2 separate regions of the Cricetulus griseus genome follow, and region 1 is linked to region 2. The links are chromatin contacts, called in public Hi-C maps. All regions are on one chromosome and are shown on one strand. The core of a region is the stretch at or near the end of the contact, and the rest is flanking DNA. Distances in the headings are between cores, read along the strand shown.

Region 1 (6,239 bases), core at 1,319-3,818, 760 kb after region 2:
TGGAAAATGGCTATTTGGGAAGCAGAATTAACTATGGGAGCAGAAAGGGTGTCCAGTCTAGGCTGGCCCTGCCATCCCCAACAAGAAGCACACTCTGAACTGGAGTTCCACCACAACCTTGTGAGTGTAGGATCCCGACATAATGGTGGATAACTATCTCAACTCAACTGAACTTTCCCTGCAGAGGCCATCCTCTGCAGCTTTAGAAAAGATAAGCCAAATGTTCAGCCCTCAGAGAGCTTTAAGGAAAATCAAGTCAGCATCAAATACTGGGGGAAAGAATATAAACATTCATTTACACTACACTGAGACAAACAGGATGTGTGAAAGAACCACACAAAACCAAGATTAAGGTTCACAGCCCAGCTTTCATCCTGCTTCCATCAAAAGCACAACACAAAAAGAGAAACAAGCATGCAGAAGGCATGTGCCCAGCCCCCAAGAGAATACAATAAAGAAACAGGAATGCCAGATTCTACAAAGAAGGCTGGGGGCCCAGAACTGACCTTTGACCACCTCAGTCCCCAGTGTATCTCTTTCCCTAAAGTGCTTTTCTAAAGAGCATTGGGCAATGAAAAGAGGAGTCAGGGGATCCAGGTTCCCTTTTTGAATTACACCTGCCCTCCTACTTCCTAAAATAATGTACTTTAGGATGGTTGGTAAAGGCAGTGTGGTTAGCACATGGTTTTAAATTATAAAACACCATAACAGAAGTAGTTGTCTTATTACTAGGTGAGGATGATTATAAGTCAGTACCTTTGAACAAGATTTCAGATAGTAGTGTAAATCTCCATAAGTGCATGGCTTTGCATCAGAAAATTAGTCTGTACTGACAAGAGCAGGTGACTCCTGTGGAGACTGGTCAACAATATGCTGTAGTTCCAGTGTTGTGAGAGTGAAGTCAGGTGACATGAAAGCATCCAGTTTAGTAAGTGGTTGGTTAGAGTGGGCTGCCTTCTTTTGCTTTCACAAAGGCTTTTAAATGAAAGTTTGTAACAAGAAAACACTATACACCTGTAATCCCAGCACTTGGGAGGTGAAGTCAGGAGGATCAGAAGTTCAAGGCCTGTCTCAGACTCTGCCTCAAAACAAACAAACAAACAAACAAACAAACAAACAAACCAAATGTGAAAAGAAATTTAAGACACTAGAACTCGAATTTTAAACTGCCGAAATAAGATGCCAACGAAGATGAAGAGGAACCTAAATAATCTTAAAACTAGTTCATTTCTAGATGATATTTTTAATTTGTTTACTGTGAAGGTTTGCTTAGAAAGTACTAATTACGAAGTACACTGTTTTGGTTCGAATAGGAAATACCACTTATAGCAGTGGTTCTCAACTTTCCCAACGCTGTGACCCTTTAATACAGTTCCTCATGTTGTGGTGACCCTCAACCATAGAATTTTTCTCATTGCTACTTAATAACTGTAGTTTTGTTGCTGTTATGAATCATAATGCAAATATTTTCAGAGATGGGGTTTGTCAAAGGGGTCACAACTCATAGGTTGAGAACCATTATCCTATAGACATATGGATTAAAGGATTGATTCTCAACTACTGGTGTGACTTTACAAGGCACAGGACAATTTAGGAGGCAGGACCTCACTGGAGCAAGTAAGTTACAGGAGCAAGACCTCAGGAGCTAGATCTGGCCCTGTCAGTCTACCTGTGTCTATCCCTGTGCTGGCTTCTGTGGCTATGTTTCTTTCTTCCACTATCTCTGTACACACACACACACACACACACACACACACGCACGCACGCACGCACGCACGCAGTGTGCACATGCATATAGGTTTTGTCTGTTTTCTGCAATCCTAGAGATGGAATCCAGGACTCTGGCATGTTAGGCAAGTGCTGAGATCTAACCGTAGCCCTTACATTTTTAGTAATATTCCTTAGGATTTAAACTGAAGACTGAAGGAAGTGAAGGAAGGAGATAAGACATTTTTGGTCATAGAGAAAAACTGCTACTGGTACAGAGATGTGAAAAAAAATTCAGATTAAACACATGAGTGTTAATGTTCTGTGGTAGTTTTTTTTTTTTTTTTTTTTTTTTTATCGGCATTCAGACTGAATAACCCTCAATTTAAAATCCCCCACAATGTTGAAAATGGATGATGGATACATTAATGTTCATCAGATTCCTCCCCTTTTGTGAAATTTCCCATAAAAGGTTTTCTTTAAAATCTACACATACATACCCTTCCCATGATCCCTGCTGTGCAAGGCTGATTAATGTAAATTTTGCAGAACACACCCTTCTATGGATAATTTTAACTTTCCCTAAAAATAAACATTCTAGTCACCAACCCAAGGGGGGGCAGTGGCTCAGGAATGCCATGTCATGGCAGATGGAGACTCAGTCATTGTGGGAAGTGAAAGCAATGCAAGGAGCATCGGAGCTGATACAGCAGCAACTGATTCCTTGGGCCACCCTTGCAAACAGCAAGCATTTCATCAACTGCTGGCTATGCTGCTGAGCAGCTGGTGGCAAACAGCACTCATCAGTGATGATTAAAAACACTAAAGCGACAGCACAGAGTCAGTTGCTTCATGTGTTGGAGGAAGTATACATGGAGTGCTGAGTCAGAAACAAATATGCAGACTCATAGATGACTAATGACTCCCTGAGATGCATTCAGGGCTTCAAAATTAAAGATTTCAGAACAGATTCACGCTACTGAAGACTGGGTATCCCCTCCTGACACATAATGTCCCCTGTGGAGTAGACACCCAGAAATTTTACCAGAATGACATGGTATGTTCTTTACTACTTTTCTGCAACAGTATGTTTAATCACCAGAATACAGTGAGGGTTGTGAACAACACAAACATGCCTCAACTTTCACACCAATAATAAAACCAGTTGTAAACTGCATAGAAAGCAACCATGATTGTCCTTAGCCCAGGAACCCAGAGAAATGTTCAAAGATCAGCTTTATTGCAGCTATCTCTTAAATGTCACTGAAGCCCCTCCACAAACACTCATTATTATGATCTGTAAGAGTGTAAGTGCATGGGATTGCCAAGAAATAAACAAAACAACAAAAACCCAGCAAATTTTACAGGCCTCTAACCAAGAGTTAGTACTGTGTAACTTCTGGAGGAATCCGGCCTTGTTTTTGGACACCTGCCATGCCTGAGAGTGGGCAACAGACAGTGTACTAAGAGACACTGCCCTGGAACCACAGTTGAGGCAGCAAATCTCCATACCTGTTCAACTAGCTTCCAGACACTTGGCAGAAGCACAGCACTCTTGCAGGATATGTTGCTTGGGGAATGGGTCACTGTGTCCTCCAAAGTGCACTGAGGAGTAGATAGAGACCAGCAGAGAGAGAGTGACATGGAAATGCAGGGACCATAATCCTTCTCCAAGACAGGCCCACAGTGGAGCAGCATGGGAATGGCTGCTCCCAGACCTTCACAAAGCTCAACATTACTTTGTCAATTCCCTCTGAGTCACTCACACTCCCAAGTCATAAATAAAATACCCTTTCCCGGTTCCATTTAAATTTGTGAGGATTTGCTACTTCCTTCAGAAGAGCCTCAACTAACCATTACCAAAGGCCAATGCACTTTTTATTGTCTCTTAGACATTAAGTTCTCTGGGTAACTTTTGAATTTCTTGACCAGCTCTGCAGAGACTCTCATCTCATCCCTGAAAAAGCAAGAGGGAGGAGACTATCCAATATGCTCACATTGCCCCTCTTCAGAGGAGTTAGCCTGTGCAGGACCCCTGGATACTCCACCAGCAGCAGCTAAGCCACTCAAGCTGAGGGACGACAAGAATCCCGCTCAAGGCCTTCAAAGAAGGCAGCACTTCCATGGAAGATGCAGCAACTCCTGGTGGGAGGGCTCTGCCTCTGTATCCTATCCTCCATGTGAACAGTTAGCTTCCCAGGAGCCACTCCACTCTTGTCCAAAGACAGTGAAAGGCATGAGGGTGAGGGGAGGACTCCCATGGAGCATAGCAGGAAAGATAAGCTTTCCCACAGTGGACATACCTAAACCCACAACTTCCTGGAGGAAAGCAAAGGCAAAGGTGGTGATGCCTCAAGGCAGGTGCTAACAAGAAGCCAAAGCAAGTCAGGGCAAGGGCTCAGCAGCAAGTGTCATCTCAAAAAGCACCGGCTGCCTCTGAATCAGCAGGTCCCAAACACGGGCTAAACCGCTTCTTACCTTGAGAACTGGGCTTAAAGAAGAAGCAAAGAAACCAGCCAGCAAAGGTGGAAAAGCCCAGGCTGGCTCAGGCACAGCAGCTGGGCCTAGATCTAGGACCCAGCTGGCCTTCCTTTTGGGGTTAACCATGATCCTATTTAACCACAAAAGAAAAGAGAAAACACTACATGGAGAAGAGCAACTGTGCTTGAACTGAAGAAGCAGGGGTCTGGAAAGGACTCTTCAAAACAAAGTCAGACTTCAGGCATTGTCTGAGGGGACTCATAAAATGACGCTGGCGATTCTAGCAAACATGAAGGCTTTGTGCATAAGTACATCACTGAAGCTTAAGAACAGCACCTTCAGAATTTTGGGCCTTTCTAAGAAACACCTGCAAACATTGCTTACATGGGTCTTCAAAACTAATCAGGACTTGGTGAAAGGAATTTCAAAATGAGCAACTTCATGAAATACCCAGCCAGAAAAATATGAATCACAATGGTTAATATTATAGTGATAACTGTTACAGCCAATGCCTGATATTTAACTAAGATGGTTACCCAGCAGTGTGCTAAACATCATTTTACTTAACCCTCACATCAACAGATGACAAAAGAACCACACTTAGAGAAGGAGGTATTGATGGAGCTGCTCCAGGGAACACACTGAGCATTAGTGCTTCAGAAACTACACTCTTTTTCCTCCAACCCTGCTTCTTTGCCAAGCTTCCTAACTCAGGTGGTTCTAACCAAGTAACATCAGACCAGAAGGACAGGGCCCCAGTCTAGGTCATCAGGCCTGATCCACAGGCTAAGCACTATCACTGCCCAAGTAACTAAACCAAATGCTGGCCATCCCATACAAATTTTGCTTTTTTTTCCCCAATAGTTATTTGAAATACCACATAACTCAGACGATCACACACCAAAATGCATTTTCAAACCTGCACTTAATTTTAAGCCTATTTTAAAAATGTAGTTACACCATTTTAGGGATAATTTCTAACAGTGTAACTTGTTTGTCTCGTTTGAGTTCCTTATCTCAAAAGTAACATATGCTGGTGTATGTGAAACATGATTAAATACCCAAACATCTTTATATTCAACAACAATGCCAGAAACTTCAATCTGGGTTTTAGGAAAAAAAGAAAACTGTGTAATTAACCCTATTTATGAGTTATTATTAATGCTCATTTAATTAACTCTAATACTTAAAGATTTCTTTTTATTTTTAATTGTGGGGAGGACAGACAGATGTAGACAAGCACTAGCTCACATGTGAGTATATATGCCCCTGAATTCAGAAGGGGGCATCAGATGGCCTGGAGCTGGAGGCGCTCAGAACTTAACTCAGGTCCTCTGCAACAGCAGTACCTGCTCTTAGCACATCATCATCTCTCCAGTCCTAATATAACGTTTAACAGATGGATACAAACACTCAAAACAACTTAGCCTTTCCAAAGTACAGGTTAGTAATAAGGCCTGACACACCAGCTCAGCCCAAATTCCTTCTGCTATGTCACAAAAAGAATTCTTCAAATAAAAATTTTAGTATTATAAAAATGCCAGGCTATATATATTTGTAGAGCCCAGAGACTCTCTAATTCAACACCTCATTTCATTAAGAATATGAAAATTATGACAATCTCAAAACACAGCTGACAATGTGAGTTCCTCCCTCATCTTTGAAAACAGACACTGATTCTCCACCAGGAAGCAAGGTCTCAACTGTCTCCTGGATGCGACACAATACAGAAGATGCAACAGTGTGCCACTTCTAGTGGACCCTCAGGAAGTCCAGCAGCTTACACTTTGCATGTGCCCTGAGGAAGTTATTGTTACATGTAAGCAAACTAAAACCAGCCATCTAAATGATAAGAAGTCATTTGAAAGCAGGAAGGTATCCTGGAAAGAACTGAACAGGCCAGTGAGGTCTTGAGATTGTAGCCCAAACAAGACAATCTGCAAGCATCCAAGGAGTGACCAGAGGAGATGCCATGAAAAGCAGGGACCATACGGCTGTCTCCCCTCACTGTACTGTGTACGTTAGCTTAGTTACACCGAAATAACTGAAGC
Region 2 (6,028 bases), core at 467-2,966:
CATGAAATTATTGTCATTACGGTGATGCTATTAGGGTGAGCCCTTATACAGCAAAACTGTACCTATAAGAAAAGACGATATATCTCAGTGGATAAAGAGTTTCTGTGCAAACTCGAGAGCTTCAGTTCAGCTATCCAGAAACTGTGTAAAAAAGGTAGATAAATCAGCAATGTCTGCAGTGCCAGTATTGGGCAAGAGTGGGGTTGGGGAGTGGAGATGAGCCAGTGTCAGTAGCGCATGGACCAGTCAATCCAGCTAAAACAGCAAGCTTAAGGCCCTGTAATAAGGTGGAGCAAAAGAGGAAGACACTTAAGGTTGACACCCAGCCTCTATGAGTATGCTTATACACACACACACACATGCCATACACATGTGCAAACATATACACCACATACCAAAAATGAAAAAGAAACAAAAAGGTGAGTACAAACACACACAGAAGAAAGCTCTTGTGGAGACATAGAGGAAGAAAGCCATCTCTAAGGAAGAAGAGAAGCCTCACAAGAATCCAGGATTCTGACATTTGAACTCAGACTTTTGATTCCCAGAATCACAAGAACAGACATTTCTCTAATTTAAGTCGAGTTTGCCTATAGCACTTTTCAAAGAAGCCTTAGCAAATTAGCATATTGAATCTGGACTTTCCTCTAGATTTGATTCCATGTATAACATAAATTTTATATTAATGAATTTGTATGGCACATATCAAAATTGTAAATATTTCCCATTTTGAAGTCTTTGAGCACACCACTGTGAAAACAAACTCAACAGGATGCTATTAGGAAATGAGACCTTTTGAAGCACTGTAGCAAGAATCACTGGATCTTACCAATCCACCTATGTGAGTTAAAGGGCCAAGTAGATACATCTTCTGTCTACTGCCACAATGGCAAGCTATGAGAAATCTTAGCAGATAAACTACAACCTGCTTTTGTTTTTTTCTTATAAAGCTAGAGATCAAGAGATTAATTCTCTTGTTTTGGAGACAGTTTGGCTTGTTCTGCTGACTCATCTCTCTGTAGTTTAAGGGTAAATCAGCTGCAGTCTGGCTGGGCTAGGCTGTCCTTGGCCTTGACTTCGTTCTAACAGACATACAATCTTTTCTGAAAAACATGTGGGTCAAAGGAAGGCAAACCCAGACTTCAGAAGTGGAGAGAATCCAAGTCTTAACTGGGGTAGCTATAAAATCACATTACAAAGGTTAAGGACACAAGAAATAGTAAGTAAGTAAATAAATAAATAAATCATCATTGGGGATTACATTTGCAGTCAAGTAAAGATAGATTCCCTCCCCAAAGTAGAAATTTGAACCACAGTAACAGTTAAAAGAAAACACCCACCCAAATGCTATGCTCCACTCAGAATAAAAACTCCCCCAAATTAAAGACACAAAGGGATGAGAGGATCTTGAGGAAGATGCTGAAGACAAGACCATTTGACCTAACTTTTCTGACAAGTGGAAGGAAGGAAGGAAGGAAAGAAGGAAGGAAGGAAGGAGGGAGGGAGGGAGGGAGGGAGGGAGAGAGAGAGAGAGAGAGAGAGAGATAGAGAGAGAGAGAGAGAGAGAGAGAGAGAGAGAAAGAAAGAAAGAAAGAAAGAAAGAAAGAAAGAAAGAAAGAAAGAAAGAAAGAAAGAAAGACAGACACCATCACTGTACTGACCCTGGGCCCTGGGTTCAGCTGGCTTCTACTATGAGTCACAGCTGACTGAGGGGTGGGGGTGGAGCATGAGTCAGTGCCTAAAACAAAGATAGAGCTTGATGGGGGTGGACCAGGAGTAGGACCAAAGGCTCAGCAAGTTCAGGCATTATCTCAGTATTTGGGTGATTTTATTTTCCCCTGCATCCGGAGGAGTTGGGCAGAGAGCTTCCTTCTGACACCCATAGGAAGAGACTACACTCAGATAGGACCCTCCAAAGGAGGGGTGGTTGATTTCAGAGGTGTTTGTAGTCCTACTTGAAATTTTGCCTTCAGCTCCTCTCCCATCATCTGTAGGCCAGCTAACAGACCATATCACCCTGCCATTGTGTAGCACCCCAGAAGCCAGTTACTCAGTCAGTTTGAAAAGTTAATATTTAGAAAGCCTAATGGCTCCATATGATTTCCTGTAAGAAAGAAATAATAAGCCAATGTTATCTATTGACCCACTCTCCCATATATTTGCATTAACAGCCCAGGTTTTTGTTTTGTTTTGTTTAATATGTTTTTTCATTCCCTGTACAGTAACAGTTCAAATCAATGCTAAGTTTTTTTTGTTTTTGTTTTTGTTTTTTTTTTTCTACTTTTTGCTTTTTAGGCGTTCTTTTATCTCAGACTACATAGCAAACTGCCACAAAAACATAAATATTTATGTGTGAGGCTCAAATAATCAGTACATCTCCAACTGAAATAAAGAACTGGTGAAAATTCTATTACCCTAAAACATATTAGGAAATAGAACTTAATCTTTGCCAAATAAGGTGCCTATTGGCCTTAAGATGCTGAACTAGAAAATGACTGTCTTAGAAACAAAGGCAAAACATGGTTGGCTCTCACTCAACCTGGCCACTAACATCCTTAATTACAGGACATGGCATCATTTTGATTCACAGCAGAATAAAAGGCATCTATTTGTGTATTTGGAAGTTTGACTGAGGATTTCCTGATTTCCTGATGAAGTCATTTCTGCCTTACAACAACCCTGCTTGTACACCAGAGTTAAAACCAGGTCACAATTTCCATGCAAGTGTGTGTACACAGTTACACACACACTTCATTTAGTGGCCAAATTAAGACTCTTACATACATAATTTTCTCTTAGATGAATGCTGGCAACAAATCAACTTGCTCAGGTCCTCTTATTCTTCTTGGTGTGTTAAGCCTGGGCCATTTCCCAACAGCAACCCCTAGGAAGTTAAGGAGAGTTTTATCCACAGTAGTTGCTTTGATAGGCTCCCTAAAAATAAACCCTAAAAGAGTTTTATGCTCTCTTGAGTCACTTTGCCTATCCCATATATGTGTCTCTTACACCACACCCCCAGAGAATACAACAGTCTACCATAGAGTCATTGTCTTACACACTGCATTTGGAGATCCTAGTGTTATCCGTCACCAACTCCGACCTTATCTATCTATCCATGCAACCCTTTAATTCTTTGGCCTTCTCTTTGGTTGTTTCTTTTTATGTTGTCACTGTCTGTGGCCTCTGAGCTATTTTTTAATCTGTTCTTGGTTTGTCTATGGCAGTATGATCTCTAATGCTGTGTCATTATCATCAGGTGCCCAGCATACAAGACAAAAGGTGATTATTTGATGTTTATTGGACTAGCTATAGAAATAGATAAATAGATGGATATCCATAATATCCATAAAGTGTACGGAAAAACTCAATAAAACCTATCAAATAAGTATTCTAAACTAGCTCTTTAGACAAACTCCAGATTAAAAACATAGTCTGTATTTCTTCTTAGCAGCCTATTTATTCTTAAACAACTGACTCTGCACTCCCCATAGACAATTTTCCTAATTATTTTTTCTTTTTGGTTATCTAACCTCGGAATGTCTAAAATATGAGGTAGGATGATTGATTAATTAACTAACAAGCAACAGAATGTGTTCCTTAATCTGACTATACCCATTCATTCATGTAACTGATATTGAGAACCTGCTACATGACAAGCATTATAGTCCATGCCACAGATATCAGTGAAAATATTCATGATCTCATAGGGCTTATATTTTGTCAGTTCACACATACAATGAAATGTGAATATAATAATTAAGTATATCATTCAGTATATTAGTTGGTTATGCTAGAGAATTCAGGAGAGGCTTCATTGAGAAGTTAATTTCTGAACAGTGCTGAATTAGTGAGGATAAAGTAAAATACTATTCAATGAATCCATTCAAAGTGTACCTTTTGGTGAATTTTCAGATTCACAGTGATGTAGGCACCACTATATGCAAAAACAATCTCTGTATCTCTTCTCTCCCACCTCTCTGCCCACTTCCCAGGAAAGCCATTAATCTGCATCTGTCTCTGTTGCTTTGGCTGCTCTGGATTATGGAGACGTTGAAGTTTATTCCTCGGATTTATTTAAATTTTTATTTTATGTGCATGAGTATTTTGCCTGCATGGATGTATGTGTACCTCAGTATATTGGTGTCTGATGGGTCAGAAGAGGGCATTTGATGCCTTGTGACTGGAGTTAGAGATAGTTGTGAGCTACCATGTGGGTTCTAGGAATTAAACTCTTTTCCTCTGGAAGAATAATAAGTGTTCTTAACTACTGAACCACCTCTCCAACTGTAATTATGGAGACTGGCTTTGTCACAAGTTTTCAAGATTGATCCATGCTGTAGTATTGCCGCTTCATTTACTAGAATTACATCTGCATTACTGTCTATAGTTAAAGAGCTTTTCATGCATGTATGAATTACCATTTACTTTTTAAATTTTATTCATTTAATTTAGAAACAATCTTATTTTATACTGAGATTGATATGTAAAATGCAATTTACTTCTTCAGCTATCAATTGGCAGATATTTTTACCTGCCACAAAAAAAAACACTGCTGTGTACATTTATGGGCAAGTTTTTCTGTGGGATTATGTTTGTATTTCTACTGAATATTTATCTAGAACTAGACTACATTAACTCTTAAATTGTAAAGGACCACTAATATTTCTGAGATTAGATGCTAAATATTAACTCTCCACTCTGATTTGGTGAATTAATAAGAACTATGAAACCAAGTTTAAGAATTACTTAGGAAACAATTATGCCTTGGAGACTGGATAATTTTTGTGTAGAACTGCAATATGTTGGAAAAAGTCACGTTTTAAGTACATAGAAGTGGTGTGTGTGTGTGTGTGTGTGTGTGTGTGTGTGTGTGTGTGTGTGTGTGTGTGTATGTGTTCCACTATGAAACTTAAGTTAAATAAAGGAAATGAGAATGGAGACACACAGTTTTCTTGACCGCTGAAGCACATTGTTTGGTCAAGTAACTTTATCCCAGATCAGGCTTCGTTTCCAGATCCAAGTGGCAGCACTAATACTGCCCCAGCTACATGGATAGATAGGCTAAGGCCACCTTTGGAAACAGCAAGGCCCCAATGGGAAAATATATATCAAGTCATAAATCCTAATGAATCCCTTTAGTGACTGCCGGAGTAAAATATGTAGGTCAATGAGGCTTTGGGGACTTACAATGAAGCAGAGACACAAAATTACAAAAGGTGAAAGCCAAGGACTTTAGACCTTGTTCCTAAAGTTTAAAGTAATTTTCCTAGGAGGACACATGTGCAACTCCCTCCTAAACATACAACTCTTTCTACCACAAAACTGCCTTATTTTTTTCTCTCTTTCTCTCTTGCCTTATTTTTTTCTCTCTTTCTCTCTTTTGGTCCTCGTAGGATTTCCCATACGATGGAGTGTTCACAGAGAGGGTGGATTGACCCAGAGTGTTGGGAACTGAGGAGGTGAGGCGATGTTGGCCACAAAGTCTGACTGTCCTGTTTTGTGGGCTTGCGTCAACTCAAGTGTACATTCAGTGAGAGCTCTGTGGTTGGCAAGCTCTCATACCATCCACTCGGGTCTGACTCAGGCTGAGGAGTGGCCCTGCTCTGCTCAGAGGCAGCAGTGCCCAGTCCCTGCTCAGCCAAGTGGAAGCTGAGAGAGAGAGAGAGTAGTTGTTGGTCTCAGAGCAAGGAGGAGGAGCTCTGGGGGAGGCCTGTGACCTGCTTGGGACAGCTAGTGCTGACTAGTCCCAGAGAAACTGTTTACCCAACAAAACCTGAGGCCCATTACTCTCTCATCTCCGCCACTCATACCCCCTGCTGGGATGCATTTCTAGAGACACACAGTCTGTGAGAATACACAGAGAAGCTTCTCACAGGCCACCTGCAGAAGCATAGCTTGTGCAGTTTTCACCTTGCTTGGAGACTTTCCACCATTTTCTTTTCAGTCTGACTTATAGCAAAAGCCAAAGAGACAAAGCTGTGGGTCACATACTCTCCATATGGACAAACATTCCTGCACCATTCTAAAT

Evidence for each region. Hi-C and Micro-C count contacts between places; a contact is called where the count stands out from the background.
Region 1: a contact with region 2 is called in a Hi-C map of the CHO-K1 cell line, with 4 times the contacts expected there. The contact joins two enhancer-like sites. A contact is called at or near these places in 2 of 8 Hi-C or Micro-C datasets (the CHK-Q cell line and the CHO-K1 cell line).

Annotation. Positions count from the first base shown.
Region 1 is chr6:41,734,168-41,740,406 of CriGri-PICRH-1.0, forward strand. All of the region lies in intron 2 of Slx4ip (protein SLX4IP), which reads right to left. Among named protein-coding and RNA genes, the nearest start is that of Slx4ip, 44 kb to the right of the region's middle. Within about 2 kb of position 2,569, at least 2 of the 6 cell types and tissues checked have open chromatin away from gene starts, as enhancers often do. A contact at or near this core is called in the CHO-K1 cell line, where this site is marked.
Region 2 is chr6:40,971,400-40,977,427 of CriGri-PICRH-1.0, forward strand. No RefSeq gene overlaps it. Among named protein-coding and RNA genes, the nearest start is that of Btbd3, 580 kb to the left of the region's middle. Within about 2 kb of position 1,717, at least 1 of the 6 cell types and tissues checked has open chromatin away from gene starts, as enhancers often do. A contact at or near this core is called in the CHO-K1 cell line, where this site is marked.